Regions from separate parts of the Mus musculus genome. Here region 1 is linked to region 2. Evidence: chromatin contacts called from public HiChIP or PLAC-seq data. All regions are on one chromosome and are shown on one strand. Each heading gives the region's core, a stretch centred on a gene start, on an enhancer-like site or on the middle of the called end of the contact. The rest is flanking DNA. Distances are from core to core; before and after follow the strand shown.

Region 1 (6,863 bases), core at 3,123-5,622, 50 kb after region 2:
CCTTTCTTATATTTTTGGTTGTGAGCCTAGTCTTTAACGGCTGAGCCATCTCTCCAGCCCGATACCTTTCTTTAAGCAGATCTACGATAATCCATGAGTTCTGAGCCTGGAGCTCCATGGGAGCTCTGACTGTGCAACCTAAGGTAGTGCCTACCATAATCAGCAATGTCTGAGTCAACAAGCCCTGAGTTCCAATCTCAGTGCCATATAAGAGTTTCGATTAGTCTTGCTCTGTCTCCAGTGGGACGGGTGGGAATATGGCTACATCTCCTAAGGACCTCACGGGAGACTTAGGAATACATGTGCAGCCTGCCCAGCACAGGAGTACCACCCCATGAATGCATTCTTTACTCCATGGAGCAGGTCAAACCCGGGGCCTTTGGAGTCTCTCTGGTAGTGAGAAGGAAGGAAGGTGTCTTTGGGAAACTCTGCCTGTCAAGCCAGGGCCAGACTTGACTTGATGTGACTTATGTTTGCTGACTCCTGAACTGTCACCCACTGTTAAGAGGACTGGGCTCTGATCTCCTTGATGCTGGAATCCTGGCTGCCTGCTGTCTGTGATGCCTTTTTGAAGGGAGGGAGGAAAGTAGGTAGGTCTAGGCGAGTAGAGAAGCTAAGTGACCTCAGCTGGTATTGTGTGACAAAAATCTTTTCCCTGGGGAGATGGAACACACACTTACCCAAAATAGGGAACCCATGACAGACCAAAGATACCAGCAGAGTCCATCTGCTAGATACCAGCAGAGTTCAACTTGGTGAACCAGTGAGGGTTTTAGGGTTTTTTGGTTTGGTGTTTGTTTGATTGATTGATTGTTTGTTTGTTTTTCGAGACAGGATTTCTTTGTGTAGCCCTGGCTGTCCTGGAACTAACTCTGTAGACCAGGCTGGCCTCAAACTCAGAAATTCACCTGCCTCTGCCTCCCAAATGCTGGGATTAAAGGTGTGTGCCACCACTGTCCGGCAAACCAGTGAGTTTTATTGAGGTGACTTGCAGGCTACGGGTCAGGGGTTACTTATAGGAGCAGAAATAACTCAGAGACAGCTAGGAAAACCTGGAGTATACTGCACACAGCTTGTAGGCAGCTCTGCCCCTTGGAGAAAATCCTTTCTCGGTGCCTCGGGTGGTCTAATCCTCTACCAGGCAGCTCAGCTGGTTTCTGCTTCTTCCAGGCAGCTGGTCTGATCTTAAGAGTCTTTGCAGCTTTGATTAGGAGTCTTCATTGCAGCTCAGCTTCCTTTAGCATGCCAGGGACTCTTTAGCTTTTACTTCTTATTCTGGCAAGGAGGGGGCCTAATGACATCTGGTCAGTTTCAGGGACTTCCTGAAGCTCGTTTGAGTTGTTTAACTTCTTGCTTTAGGAGCAGGATCCCTGTAGAATGGAATGTTTCAATTTCAGAGGAAACTGTTACACAATAGCTGACCCAGACTGCTTTGACTTAAGACTGTAGCCTCCTCTGACCTACCCCATTTTAGAAACATCAGGGGAGAGAGGGAAATTGAACTGCCTGTCCAGGAAACCGGTCAGGTCTGGCTCCTGGACAGAGAGAGCTGCAAGGCTTAAGGAGAATGTGGACAGCAGTCATCATTGCCAAACTGATGCTGGGTCAGGGCTGGGGCTGCTCACCGTGTTTGTTGTGCTTTCCCAGCCCCTAGGGCAGACAGCTCTCAGAGACCACCCAGCCTCTTCCTGTGCATGCAGTGCTCATGCTTCCGTGCTCCAAAGCTGTCCGGCTGCAAAGCTGAGGGGTGCCTGAGTAGAGCAGAGGGTCGGGTGTGGGAGCCCCTTCCTGGGAATTGACACAGGATACCACGCCCTACCCTCCTCTGGAACTGGTCCCCTCTGGGCAGCATCTTCTCTTACTCATAGTCAGTGTGACAGGAGGGGAAGCCACCAGAGTAGCTGTGTTCTTCTGGATGTTATGATACCATGGTCCTCATGTCTTGTCTTGTGTATAATCCAGGTCCTTGTCATTCAGGCCTCCTAGATAGTCATGAGAAATGCGTGCAGGTAGAAATGTGTTTGCCTTGGGAAAAAGAAAGAAAAGTAAACGGATTCAATAATATCCCTGAACATCTGAGGGACAGGAGAAATCGGAAACATAGTAGCTGCAAGGTGTGTGACTAGGAGTGATACTATTTCACAGAATGCCTCTAATGTTTTTAAAGAGCCATTTTAACAATGAATGCTAAGACGCGAGTCAAATATGGCAGCTCTGGTTGATTAGTTATGACTGCCCAAAGTGCAGTCGATGAAATCGATTGGTTATGTCTGCATGGGACCTATTTTAGGTTCTAGTGGGTTGCACTCAGGATTTGCTATTCCTGAGTATAGGCTGGCATGAAAAGCTGGGCCCCTCTCAATGGCTACTGCACCACTGTCCTTGCTGAGAGGAAGGAAAGGCTCCTGTTTCTCTGAGCAATGTGCTAGCATGGAATAGGAATGATCTTTGCAGTCACCTGGGCTCAGGATAATCTCAGCCCCGTTATCCACTTCTCCTTTGACTTTGGATGAGCTCTTTCTCCTGTGGTGCCTGGGTGTTTCATTTGTAAGTTAAAGCACTTGCTAAGTTGTATCCCTAAGATCAGAAATGGGTAATGGAAAGAGTCCTGCCTCCTGTGGCACATAAAGCAGTTGGCATCCTGGCTCCCTGGGAAGCTCAGAAGGTTTGCTGGGGCCATTGAGGGTGGGGAGGGGTCTTCAGTTTTTGTCCTCGTTAGGGTTTTATGGCCGAGAAGAGACATCATGACCACAGCGACTATTATAAAAGACAACATTTAATTGGGGCTGGCTTACTCTATCAGAGGTTTAGTCCATTATCATTATGGCAGGAAGCATGGCAACAGACACAGTGCTGGAGGGGCCAAGGGTTCTCCATCTTGAGCCGAAGGCAGTAGGAGACTTTATTTGGCAGGCAACCAAGAAGAGACTAGATTCCACACTGGGCATAGCCTGAGCATAGGAGACCTCAAAGCCCACCCCAACAGTGACACACTTCCTTCAACAAGGCCACACCTCCTAATAGTGCCATTCAAGCATTCAGACACATGAGTTTATGGAAGCCATTCCTGTTCAAGCCTCGGCGGTGAAGGTTGTTTTGTTTTAGGTCTCCCTGAGCAGAGTTCCATGTATGTATCTTAACTGTGGCCTTGTGGGCACATCACACAGCTGCTTGAAATGTAGGTAACTGAGAGACAAAGTTAAGAATGTTTTCTCTTGAGTAGTAGCTCAGTGGAGGTAGAAGCTGAGAACCCTGCATCCATCCTTCCCTCCGTTCCCGTTCACATACTCAACAAGTACCGGCCAAACACACTCAATCAGCGCCAGCCACTCTGGTCCATGCAATTAAAACTAGTGGATGTGAGAGGGCCACAGAGAACATGTGTGAGGAATTAGCACCCCACAGACCAGATGGGTCTCAAGGCTCTGTTGGGCTTGCAGAAAGGCTTTTCAGATTTTGCTGACTCAGCACCAACATCTTGAAACCAGAACTTTGTATTTAAGATCTAAGTTTTCACTTTCTTGGGTGTTTTCAAGATCGGAGGGCTAACAGCTGCAGCCAAGGGGTTATCAGGCCCAGTCCATCTTGGGCACGGGCACACAGAGAAGGCCCTGGCACTTTGCTCTAGACTTCTCTGCTCCCTGTCACACTATGAGGAGCAGAGTCCTTTGCATTTCTGTCTGCTGCCTGCTTGGCTCCTCACAGCTACACAGTATGCAGTCCTTAATTTTCAACTCTTCCTGGAGTGATGTGCAAAGCCTGTGACCACCAAAACCCTCACAGCCTAGTAGAGAATTCTATGCAGGAAAAAAAAAAAAAAAAAAAAAAAAAAAAAAAAAAGCCAAAGGGTGGGGGGGAGGGGCTTGACATCTGCACGGAGATAAGGGAATAACAAAGCAAAAAAAAAAAATTTTTTTTTAATATCATGGGATTGCGGTAGATCGGAATCCACAGCCTGGAGGAGGAGGTGTGGTCCGCCTTGTGCGCACACAGTGTTTGCCAGAGAACCCGCTGTCCCTGTGGGTCACAGAAAGGGGACCCTGGCTTGCATAACTGCTGACTTCCTGGGAAGGACCTGAGGTGAGGTGGGGGATGGGGCAGGAAGCCACTCTCCTTGGGAAGACCTCAGCAGGTCATATGGGAGGATCCCGTTGCTCCTGGGAGATTCAGTCAAGAGTGACAGGTTCAAGTTCAGAGACCCTGGGATTCCAGATTCTTATCAAAATAAAGCAGAGTTGAGCTGACCGAGTCCGCCCTGAAAAGCGCAAAGCCCGCCCTGGTTAATTTTCATCTTCGTCACACAGCCCATCCCCCCTGACCGACTTGATGTCCCCATCTGTGTGTGGCCATCAGCCCCTCTGCCCTGTGTGGTGGGGTGGGGTTATGCCCGGAAACTGTTCAGCCTGAGAACAATGCCTGCCCTTGGCCTGAGTCTGCAGAATCCAGCCGTAATCTACAACCCGTGAGACCTGCGAGAGATTCCATCACTTGGGATTTTACACTCTTGACCCCAGCCTGGAAGTGTCGGGGGGCCCAAGGAAGCAAGAAGAACATACACAACGTGTCCCACTGTCCAGAGCTGGAGACAGCCATCAGTCTTTTCTGTTTTAACCGGGGCTCGCCCAGCCTGGCCCATCCTGCCTGCTTATCTCCCTGCCTGCTGGGTTTGCAGTTCCAGAGTTTCAGCATCTCCTCAGAGAGGCAGTTCACAGCGTGGTCAGCAGCTGGACCAGCCTGCCCCTCCCTAGCTTGAGGCCCCGGCAGGAAACATCTCTGTGCTGCAGAGCCCCTGTGTGTAAAATGAGCCACCACTGGCATCCGCCTGTGACAACGTTCATAAAACATCGCATACGGTGGCCTGTATGTGAGAAGAGCTTTCTAAGTGTGCCACATGCTTCTGAAATTGGATGTCACTTTGTCGTGCCTCCTATAACCAGCACAGCTGCTGTAACCCCATTTACCGCATACTTAACTTTAAACCGGGCACCATGAAGGCACTTTACTTGTGGTCTTTCATTTGCTTCTCCAAATCCAACAGGGTAGGTGCTAGCACTCACTCAAACTCCAAGAGGTTAAGCAATTTGCCCAAGGTCACACAGCTAACAAGTAACAAGGTCAAAAATTTCATTTGTTTTGGGCACTTTGCATGTGAGTCTCTGTAAGTAGCTGACAAGATCTCAGCATGCCCTCCGTTCTCCTAGAGCCTCTATCTCCTTTCCTCTATGTTCCTAGCCTTTATTAAAACCTCACCAGCTATCTTCCCAGGTATGGGCCAGTGTGTGGATCAGTGGGGATTAACTGCCTGTTGCAAAGGGATAAATACCCACATGGACACCCATGATCATGATAAACTAAAAAAGCAAACCCCCAACTCTCCTTCACTCTACTGGTTAGTCCTGAAAGTCTTTTCAGCAAGGAAGCCAGAGATCCTGGTCTGGCCCCTGGCCTCTTGAGAAAGCCTTGGGAACTCCTCGGGCCTCTGAGGGTGGCAGGTGGAGCTCCTAGACCCTTCACTGCTCATAGAACAATGGGAAACCGCATGTACTTGTGGGGTGGTGGTCACTCTTCCCGGGTGGATCTGATTTGTCCCCTACTGAAGTAGGGGACAAAGATGATAGTGACAGGAAGATGGCCCAGAAAGGATTCTATAGGGTCCTCAAAGGGACTTGGAAAAGATGTACTGCAGGGTCCCCCTGTAGCCATCTCAAGCTCTCCTTGATGTCTAAGTCTTGATTCTTCATTTGCTTTGACAGCTGAAGAGATCTGTATGTGGTCAGGAGGGCAGGCTCCATAGAGGATTCCAGATGCTGGCTCTGCCACTTGCCAGCTGTGTGACTCTGAACAAATTACTTCTCTGTCCTAAAAAAGACTCATCCGCAAAATCGGGCAATAGAAACGCCCACCCTGCTAGGAGGGTTGCGGAAGACACAACCTGTACTGCCTCTGTGGTCCATTCTGCCCTGTGTGGACTGTGGTGGCGCTACTTTAGGGCAGGGCTGTGAGGAGCAGAAAGAACAATGCAGAGAGGGTAATGAGACAGAAGATGGGGAAGATGTCAGCCCACAGTGTGCTAGTCAATGCAATACAATCATTTAGAAGCCTATTTCGGGGGCAGGCGAGATGGATTGACCAGTAAAGGGACTTGCTGCCAAGCCTGGCCTAAATTCAATCCCCAGTCACTCAGTGTCTCTCTCCTCTTCCTTCTCCCACACATTCTCCCTTTCTCTCACTAGAGTGGCCCCTTTGAAGCCTGTCAGAGACTAGACTTGACCTCCTTTCCCTAGGCAAGGCCCTATAACCAGGCCTACTGCTTGTGACTACCTACCTGCACCCACTTCCCCAGAGTCTCTGGGCTGCTTTTCCTGGGGCAGAAAAACCTGCATAGGTGGCAGTAGGGTCTCTCCTACTCCTGCTGCCTCACTTCATCTCCCTCCAAGGATGTGTGGCCCCAGGCATTCACCCTAGCTATTTCCTAGCTAAGTCTGGAGTTGAACTGGGGGAAGCAGAGCTGTGTGGGCAGAAAGGACCAGCTGGTTGGAATAACGCTGAAGTTCTACACAGAAAGAGGAAGGGAGGACAGCGGCAGGGGAGGCATAGGAGGGAGTCCTACACACCCCATTTCCCCTCCCAGCCACCTACCAGCCCATCCCAAAGCACTCATTAAACGGGGGGGGGGGGGCAACTACAGACAGAGAGGGGGCAGTTTCTGCACCAAAGGGCAAGGCAGCGATGGCTGTCAGCATCCTGCCAGACAGGGAGTTCACTTCCATGGACTCTACAGGAAAGTGGTCACTGAAATTGCCCTCAGGGGATGATGGGTGGCAGCAGTTCAGCTGTGGCCTTGGGAACAAAGCTGTAGGATG
Region 2 (6,980 bases), core at 1,691-4,190:
CTGGGAATCTGGAGCATACTGCACAGCCTGCAGGCAACTCAACAGGCTGGAGAGCATCCTTTCCAAGTGACTCTGGTCTAAGTGTCTTCCAGGCAGTCCATTCTTTGCAGCTTTGCTCTTCTTAAGAGTCTTCTTTGCAGCTCAGCTTCCTGCTCTCTCAGCTTTTATTGCTTACTCTTCCAGGGAGGGGCTTAGTGAATCTCGTCAGTTTCAGGGACTTCCTGAAGCTCATTTGAGTTGTTTACCTTCCTGATTAAGGAGCTTCCCTGTAGGACGAAATGTTTCAGAAATGTTTCAATCTGGGAGGAAACTGTTACCCAAGCTGTGACTGCAGATCAAAGTCAGTTCTTTCGTTAGGATTGGAAGCCCCCTACTTTGCTACAAAGCAGAAATTCCTAGTGACCTTTTCCAGACCATCACATCCCTGCTGTATTGCCTGGACATCCCTGAAGGTCCTTTCTTCTTCAGTGTCTTCTCGTTCATGGCTCTCATGTATCAGCTGTATGGGCACATGGCTTAGCTGCTTCTCACCTCTGAGTCCTTAGATGCTAGGACTCAAACCAAGCCTAATTTTGTTCCAACATTGATCCAAGGGGAAATGATGCCTAAAATAGAAAAATAGAACAAAAACCAAGCCACCCCTGCCCCAAAGAACCTCCAGAGGAAGATATTGAGACAATGCAGAAGAAACGGTAAGGGGGTCCCTCAGCTCAGTCAAAGCTCACTTGTTGCAAAACTCCCTCCAGCTATGGAGAGGTGCACACTGTCTGTCATCATTTTGTCCTCCTGGGTCCAATTTTTTTCCCATTCTGTAGATGGAGGAGGCAGCAGGGGTGTGTGTGTCAGCCTGCACCTGCAGCCATGAGCTCCTATGAGATACTACTTACTTACTGAGTGCCTACTGTCTGCGTTACATTCACCTCTTCTTTAAATCCTCCTGAAAAATCTAGATCCTTTATTATAAGCCCATTTTATTTAGTTAGCTTTTCTTTGAAATGAGATCTCATATAGCCCTCGCTGCCCTCAAACTCACCATGTGACCACGAATGACCTTGAATTTACCATCCCCCTGCCTCTGCCTTCCAAGTGCATGGATTACAGACTCGTACCACTACACCTGGTTTATTTTAAACCCACCATCGGAAAAGGGCTTTTTTTTCATTCATTTTTCTGACTGCATGGGGTCACTTAGAGCCTTGGGTTTGAACTTTTTTTTTCCATTGCGAGGCTCAACTCAGGCTACCACACCAAGGCTACCTGAGTCTTGAAACACCAATCTCAAAAATACTTCAGGCCCGAAATGTTTTCAGTTTTGCTGTGTCAGTTCAAACGGCATTTCAGACTGATCCGGGCAGGGCGTGAAGAAGCCTCAACTTGCTCAATTTCCTGTAGTGAACACTGCTGCTGAGAAACTCTCCAGCGCCCCCTAGTGGTTCTGAGTGCCTCTGAGTTCTCAGGCATTTGTACTGGGAGGAGATATCCCTTGACCAGGCTGGAGACCCAGAGGCCTGTTTGTTAATGAGACACATCAAGGAAATCTTGACATTGGGACTTCCTGGGCACCAGTCCTGTCAGCTGCATTGCTTTCTAGCCTCGTAGTAGTTCTCCGTGGTATCCAACTACCTAGCAGTCAGTCTTACATTAAGTCTATATAAGTACTGTATTACAAGCTCCCATTCCGTTAGGTGTGCACTCCACACTAATGTTTGCATTGCATATAACGCTCCTTCTCACTGGTCAACATGCAAAATGTAAAGTTTGCCTTGTTACTAGGAAAGGACGCTCACTCCCACACCTCTGTCACCCCCCACTTCCGGTTCACAGTTCAAGGGCCAGCCTACCCTCCCCTGCCCGATGCTTCAGCCCCACCACCTCATTTTCAGGAGTGTCTAGAGGCACAAGGAAATGAAAAGTCTACTGACAAACGTCACTCAAAGTGGGGAGCGGGGGTAGAAAAGAGAGGAAAATACCAAATGCAGAACTCCCAAAGACCACTAGCTCGTGGCAGTCAAGGAAGCCACCACAGGGTTAGCTTTGAGGTGGATAAGGGGAGATGGAGTGTGTATGTATGAGAACTGCCCGCCTTTGATGGCTTGCAATCCTAGGTTGGCTAGTCTGCTATGCGTCTCAGCTCAACATAAATAAGAGTCCCGCCCCCCTCCCCGCACCCGCCCGCGCCTGTTAGACATCCTAGGATAAACCCGGGCGATGGGCGTGACCCCTGATAAATTTCTGTTCTGTAGGTCTTTAGGTTTAGTTCTGAAAGAGAAAAGGTGGGGGGGGGGGTCAATACCGCTGCCCCGAGGCGCTGGGTTTACCACTCTGAGCGAATCTGTGGTTGGTGGCATGGTCCCACCAGAGACACCTGCAAAGAGCAGGGCCCTGGGTAGAAATGGTGAGGGAGAGATTGTCTGCTGTCACTGCAGATCTCCCAACTCAGGACGTACAGGACCAAGCAGGCGTCCAGACAGTGATTCAACAGGTTGCCCGCAGGGTCCCCCACACCCACCACCACCCACCACCCAGGCCCTAGGAAAGAGGAGTGCTGTGGTGCGGTGCATTGGGTGGCAGGAGGGTCCCCGATGTTCTGGGAAAGCGGGGTGCTGTGATGCCAGGTCCCTATGTCTTTGAGGTCTTGAGTGTGAATCTTTGGACGGGAAAAGGAGCGCAGCCTCCGCTCCACCCCATACCCCCTCCCCGCCTATAAATAACCCCAAGTGTCACTTCAAAGGGCACCAGGAGCCCCGGACGGGGGCTACCGAGGTCGGCGGGGCCCCGCACACCACGCCCCCCACCCCAGGCGACTTTGCATAAATAAACAAACCCCAGCCGCAGCCCCGCAGGAGGCGGAGGAGGAGCGGGAGGAGGGCGAGGGAGGGGCGCAGGAGATTAGTTTGGGAAGTAGCGCCCGGCGCTCATCCGATCCGCGCGGCCGCGCCGGCTGTGTCAAGTTACAGAGGCGCCAGAATCGGCCCCAGCGCGGCTCACTGCAGCCACGACCCACCTCTGCCCATGGGGCCCTGCATGCGTGCCCCTTCGCCCGGGGACTGACACCCGTTCTCCCCGGAGACACAAAACACCCAGAAGGACCCCGAGCGTCGCACCAGCCCGAGAACTCTGCAGAAGAGAGAAGGGAAAGAGTGGGGAGCGGGGCCAGATCCCCGAACTTGGAACATTCTTCGAAATAACTTTTTTCTTACTTTGGCGTACTCCGATCGCGTCTGCTGGTGGCTCTTGGCTGCTCCCGACTCCGACTGCTCATTTTCGGTCCTCTTTGGCGAGCAAAGGAAAGGGACGTCCTCTAGCCACGTTAACCCCCTTTCCCCTTGCCTCTCAGTTTGGATCGCGCCTCTTGGATCTCGTTTTTATTTATTCTATTTATTTATTTATTGGCTCTCAAGACGCGAGGGCATGGTGGCGGAGCGCACCCGCAAAGCGGCAGCCTCTGGCAGCCGCGGCCCTGGGGAGCTGGGCGCTCCGGGGCCCGGGACAGTGGCGCTGGCTGAGCAGTGCGCTAGGCTGCCGAGCCCCGGGTGCTGCGGACTGCTGGCTCTAGCGCTGTGTTCGCTGGCGCTCAGCCTGCTCGCCCACTTTCGGACCGCGGAGCTGCAGGCCCGGGTGCTGCGCTTGGAAGCAGAGCGCGGGGAGCAGCAGATGGAGAAAGCTATTTTGGGACGAGTCAACCAACTGCTGGACGAGGTTTGTGCCCTTTGTTGCTGCCTTTTATCCCCACCCCGAGGCGCCCCCTCGCGCAGTCCCGGGACTCCACGGGCCGGCACGGGCCGGCGCTCTTTTGCACGCTCGCCCAGGTTGCCTGTCCTAGAACTGTGGGTAGGGATCGCTGCTGAGCTGCCAGGTATTCAGAGCACCATGCGCGGGACCTCCCAGCTCCGGGAGACCCCGGGGTCTTGCGCTGGGGGCGCCCTACGCGCGCGGCGGTCAGGTGGAGAAAAGCAGGGCGCGCAAAAGGTGCGCAGAGGCCGCCAGGGCTGGTTGCGGGAAATAGTCTGGGTGCACGCTTGCAGGGGGGCTCTGGTGGCCCTGTCCGCTCCACGAGGGTGAGTGCTGCCTGGTTTTATGGTCACATTTGGAAGCAGGGAAAGAGAGTGAGCCATTTAAGGACCTAAAGGGACAATTTCTAAAGTGGATTGCTCTTTGCTGGTCCCTGTTTGCTGTTTCTGGCCCCTAGGGCCCAAGTGTGAGTTTCCTGGCTCAGTCCTCCTCAGGGTCCCGTTAACCTATGACTCTTCCGGCTGTGGCCTCTGGAATGATCCTAACTCAATCCCTGCAACTGCGGAAAGGATGCAGCTCTCTCTCAAAAGTCTCCCTTCCCAGGTAGTTAAAAAGTTACTAATGCATGTCTTTGCTCGGGGAATCCTGAGAGTGCTCGTGGCAATGCCATCCTCCCTGGGGAGGCGGGAAATGCAGACTCCAGTGGGGCGGAGTGTGGGTGTGGGCGATAAGGAGGGAAAGCGGAACCCAAGATGGAGTGGGGCTGGCGGCCTAAGAGAATCTGAAGAGCACAATGGGAGGTGTGTGAGATAGTAACTGAAAGGGTGCTGCTGAAAAGCCAGCAAGTAGCTCTGTCCTTTTCTACCTATCTTGGGATTTATTGGGATGCTGTGCAAACTGGGACACATACTGTAACCTCTCTGAGCTTACAGAATGATGGCGAGCATTAGCCAGATCTAATTGGGTTGGTTAGGTCTCTCCCGCAGTTAGGTTTCTCTTGGGTGCTTCTTTTATAGTAATTCCCTAGATGGCCCCATGGGGGAAGTCACAGGCTACAGCATAGAGGGTGGCCCACGCTTGCTGCTACAGCCCATTGCCATGACTGGTCAGAACTAAGAAGACTCAGTCAGGCCACCCACAGTTCCCTAGGCTTGGGGGCAGTCTCTGGGCTCTGGGCTTGCCGAGTGGGGGAGGGGCACTGTGTGGACTGAAGAGGGTGGCAAAGGCCTCCTCTTGTGCATCCCTGTGCCAGACCTCCAGGCCTCCCGTTTGTCTCTCCTGTCGAGTCCCCTGCTTCAAGCAGAAGCTTCTGTTTACCCTGATGACTCTTTGACCCTCGCCTCTCGAACTGAGAAGCACCCCAAAGATGATAAGAAGTGACCCCATTTTACAGAGGGGGAAAAAACCAAGTTCTTGAGCCGGGCAGTAGGTTGTTCAGGGCCATATGATGACATCCAGTGTTAGAGCTAAGCCTCCTTACTCTGCACCCATCGCTGAGAGCTAGCAGAGGTGGGGTGGGGGACAACTGCTCCGGGGGAACACTTCAGTCTTCCTGAACTTGAGTGGGACAGAGAAAGAAAATGAGTAGACACCGTGTCTGGAGGGAATCGTTACAATAATAGAGGAAAACCGGCCAGGAAATGTCTTATATACAACATAAGGTGGGTTCCTGAGGAAGTGATTTTTAGGGCAAGACCAGGAGGTGTGAATAGGAGTTTGCCTGGCACGAGGGGGCAAGCATCAGGCTTTGTGCTAAGACAACCCCACCACCACCCAGGGAATGGGCTCTGGAGGATGGAGCTAGAGGTGGGGGCAGGGCTGCTTTGGGGGCTGTGAATGGCGATCTAAACCATGGGAACTGGGAGAGGCAACCCAGGTCAAAAAGGGACTGCCAGATGGAGAAGTGGGGAAATGGGAAGCTACCAAAGGATTTAATGAAAGATGTGTATGTCCCTCAAATGGGAGTTAAGGCTGACAGGAGGCTATTTGGGGACCATGGCTGGGGGTGATGTTGGGGACAGAGCTAACTGGACTTGCTAGCTGCAGGGGTAATGACACCTAGAGGTAGTAGTCTGGGGATGTTGGAGGGAGCTGTCCTGACACAGAACCTGGCAAATACGGGGTCTCCGGTCTGGGGGCTGCTAAAGGGGCCCTCAAAGGCCACCTGGTCTCATACAGTAATCACTAGCATATGTGGCTTATTCTATTGGAATCAAATAAGAATCAAACTGGAGTCCGTCATGCACTCTACTCTCACAGAAAGCGCTTGGCAGACAGGGGAGCTGGTGACTGGCCGGGCAGCGGAGTTTCTCATTGCTGTGACAAAAATAGTCTGCCCGGAACAACACAAGGGAGAAGGGCTAAGGTTGGCTCACGGTTCGGAGGGGCCCCTCCAGCTCCCAGCAGATCCCCAGCCAAGGCGTTGCTCTGTCTGGCTCTTCTGTGCTAACTTAACCCTCTCTCAGACTCACCCAGGGCGTGTGCCCCGATCCTCTGGACTTTCCTTGATTCAATCAGGTTGATAAGATTAAACACAATAGGCAGCTGTGGGGGCCTGTGAAAGTGTCTCCAAAGAAACTAGAGGGGGAACCCACCCTTTGTCTCTCCTTCCCCAGGGTTATTCTCCCACATATAAGCACAGAACAAGAGAGGAAGGGGTGAGCCCTGACAAGAGGGCTCAGTGGGTAGAAGGGCTTGCTGAATCAGCCTGAGTTTAATCTCTGAAACCCACAGACTTACTTATTTATATCCTAGCACAGGAGTGCATGTGCCTACACACTCAAGTAAGAGCACCTGTCGATTGCACACACAGTGATGATAAATAATTTGAACTAAAAAAGTAATAGTAATAATAATAATAAAAGTGGATGAGACTAGACCAGGATAAGAAAGGGAGGGCCATGTAGTTTTGTTTCAAAACAGATTTGTGAAAGGGTTAGGAAGGGGGTCCCTGGAGAGGGCATGGGGACTAAAGTTAAATCCCCTGCTGCTGGGACCTGGAGAGGACCTCACCCCCCTGCGGTTAGGTTTCATGGATGCTAAATCCAGGTTCCAAGTCCACCCTGGGACTGCTGTGAGACCCTCAGGGCGTGGCAGACAGCACCAGCAGGAAGGAATGGCCCCACCAGCAGGAGGTGATGATGCCCCAGAGAAGGGCTCCAGAGTCCCGGGGTAGCAATTCCTGGAGCAGTTGGGCCTGAGCCACTCAAAGGAAGAGAGGGAATTCAGGATATTGTGTGGTAGGTAGT

What was found. HiChIP or PLAC-seq counts read pairs in DNA pulled down with a chosen protein or histone mark.
Region 1: an H3K27ac HiChIP or PLAC-seq map of embryonic stem cells shows a contact between it and region 2, with 16 read pairs. The contact joins the enhancer-like site here to the promoter of Col13a1 in region 2. A contact is called at or near these places in 2 of 39 promoter capture datasets (embryonic stem cells and hippocampal neurons), 1 of 15 datasets of contacts at CTCF or cohesin (stem cell-derived epiblast-like cells), 12 of 484 Hi-C or Micro-C datasets (the HL-1 cell line, the N1E-115 cell line, embryonic fibroblasts and 6 more), 9 of 115 datasets of contacts at active chromatin or transcription factors (double positive thymocytes, embryonic stem cells and stem cell-derived neural progenitor cells) and 2 of 9 other capture datasets (embryonic stem cells and pancreatic islet).

Annotation. Positions count from the first base shown.
Region 1 is chr10:61,926,705-61,933,567 of GRCm38.p6, reverse strand. All of the region lies in intron 2 of Col13a1 (collagen, type XIII, alpha 1), which reads left to right. Gm30121 (a long non-coding RNA gene) reads right to left here. Exons shown (of 4, transcript XR_380479.3): 2 at 1,863-2,025; 3 at 1,626-1,751; 4 at 1,112-1,370. Among named protein-coding and RNA genes, the nearest start is that of Gm51766, 11 kb to the left of the region's middle. Within about 2 kb of position 4,372, at least 46 of the 459 cell types and tissues checked have an H3K27ac peak or open chromatin away from gene starts, as enhancers often do. A contact at or near this core is called in the N1E-115 cell line, embryonic stem cells, liver and 2 more, where this site is marked.
Region 2 is chr10:61,975,068-61,982,047 of GRCm38.p6, reverse strand. It overlaps Col13a1 (collagen, type XIII, alpha 1), which reads left to right and starts at 2,940. Exons shown (of 41, transcript NM_007731.3): 1 at 2,940-3,699. The coding sequence starts at 3,412.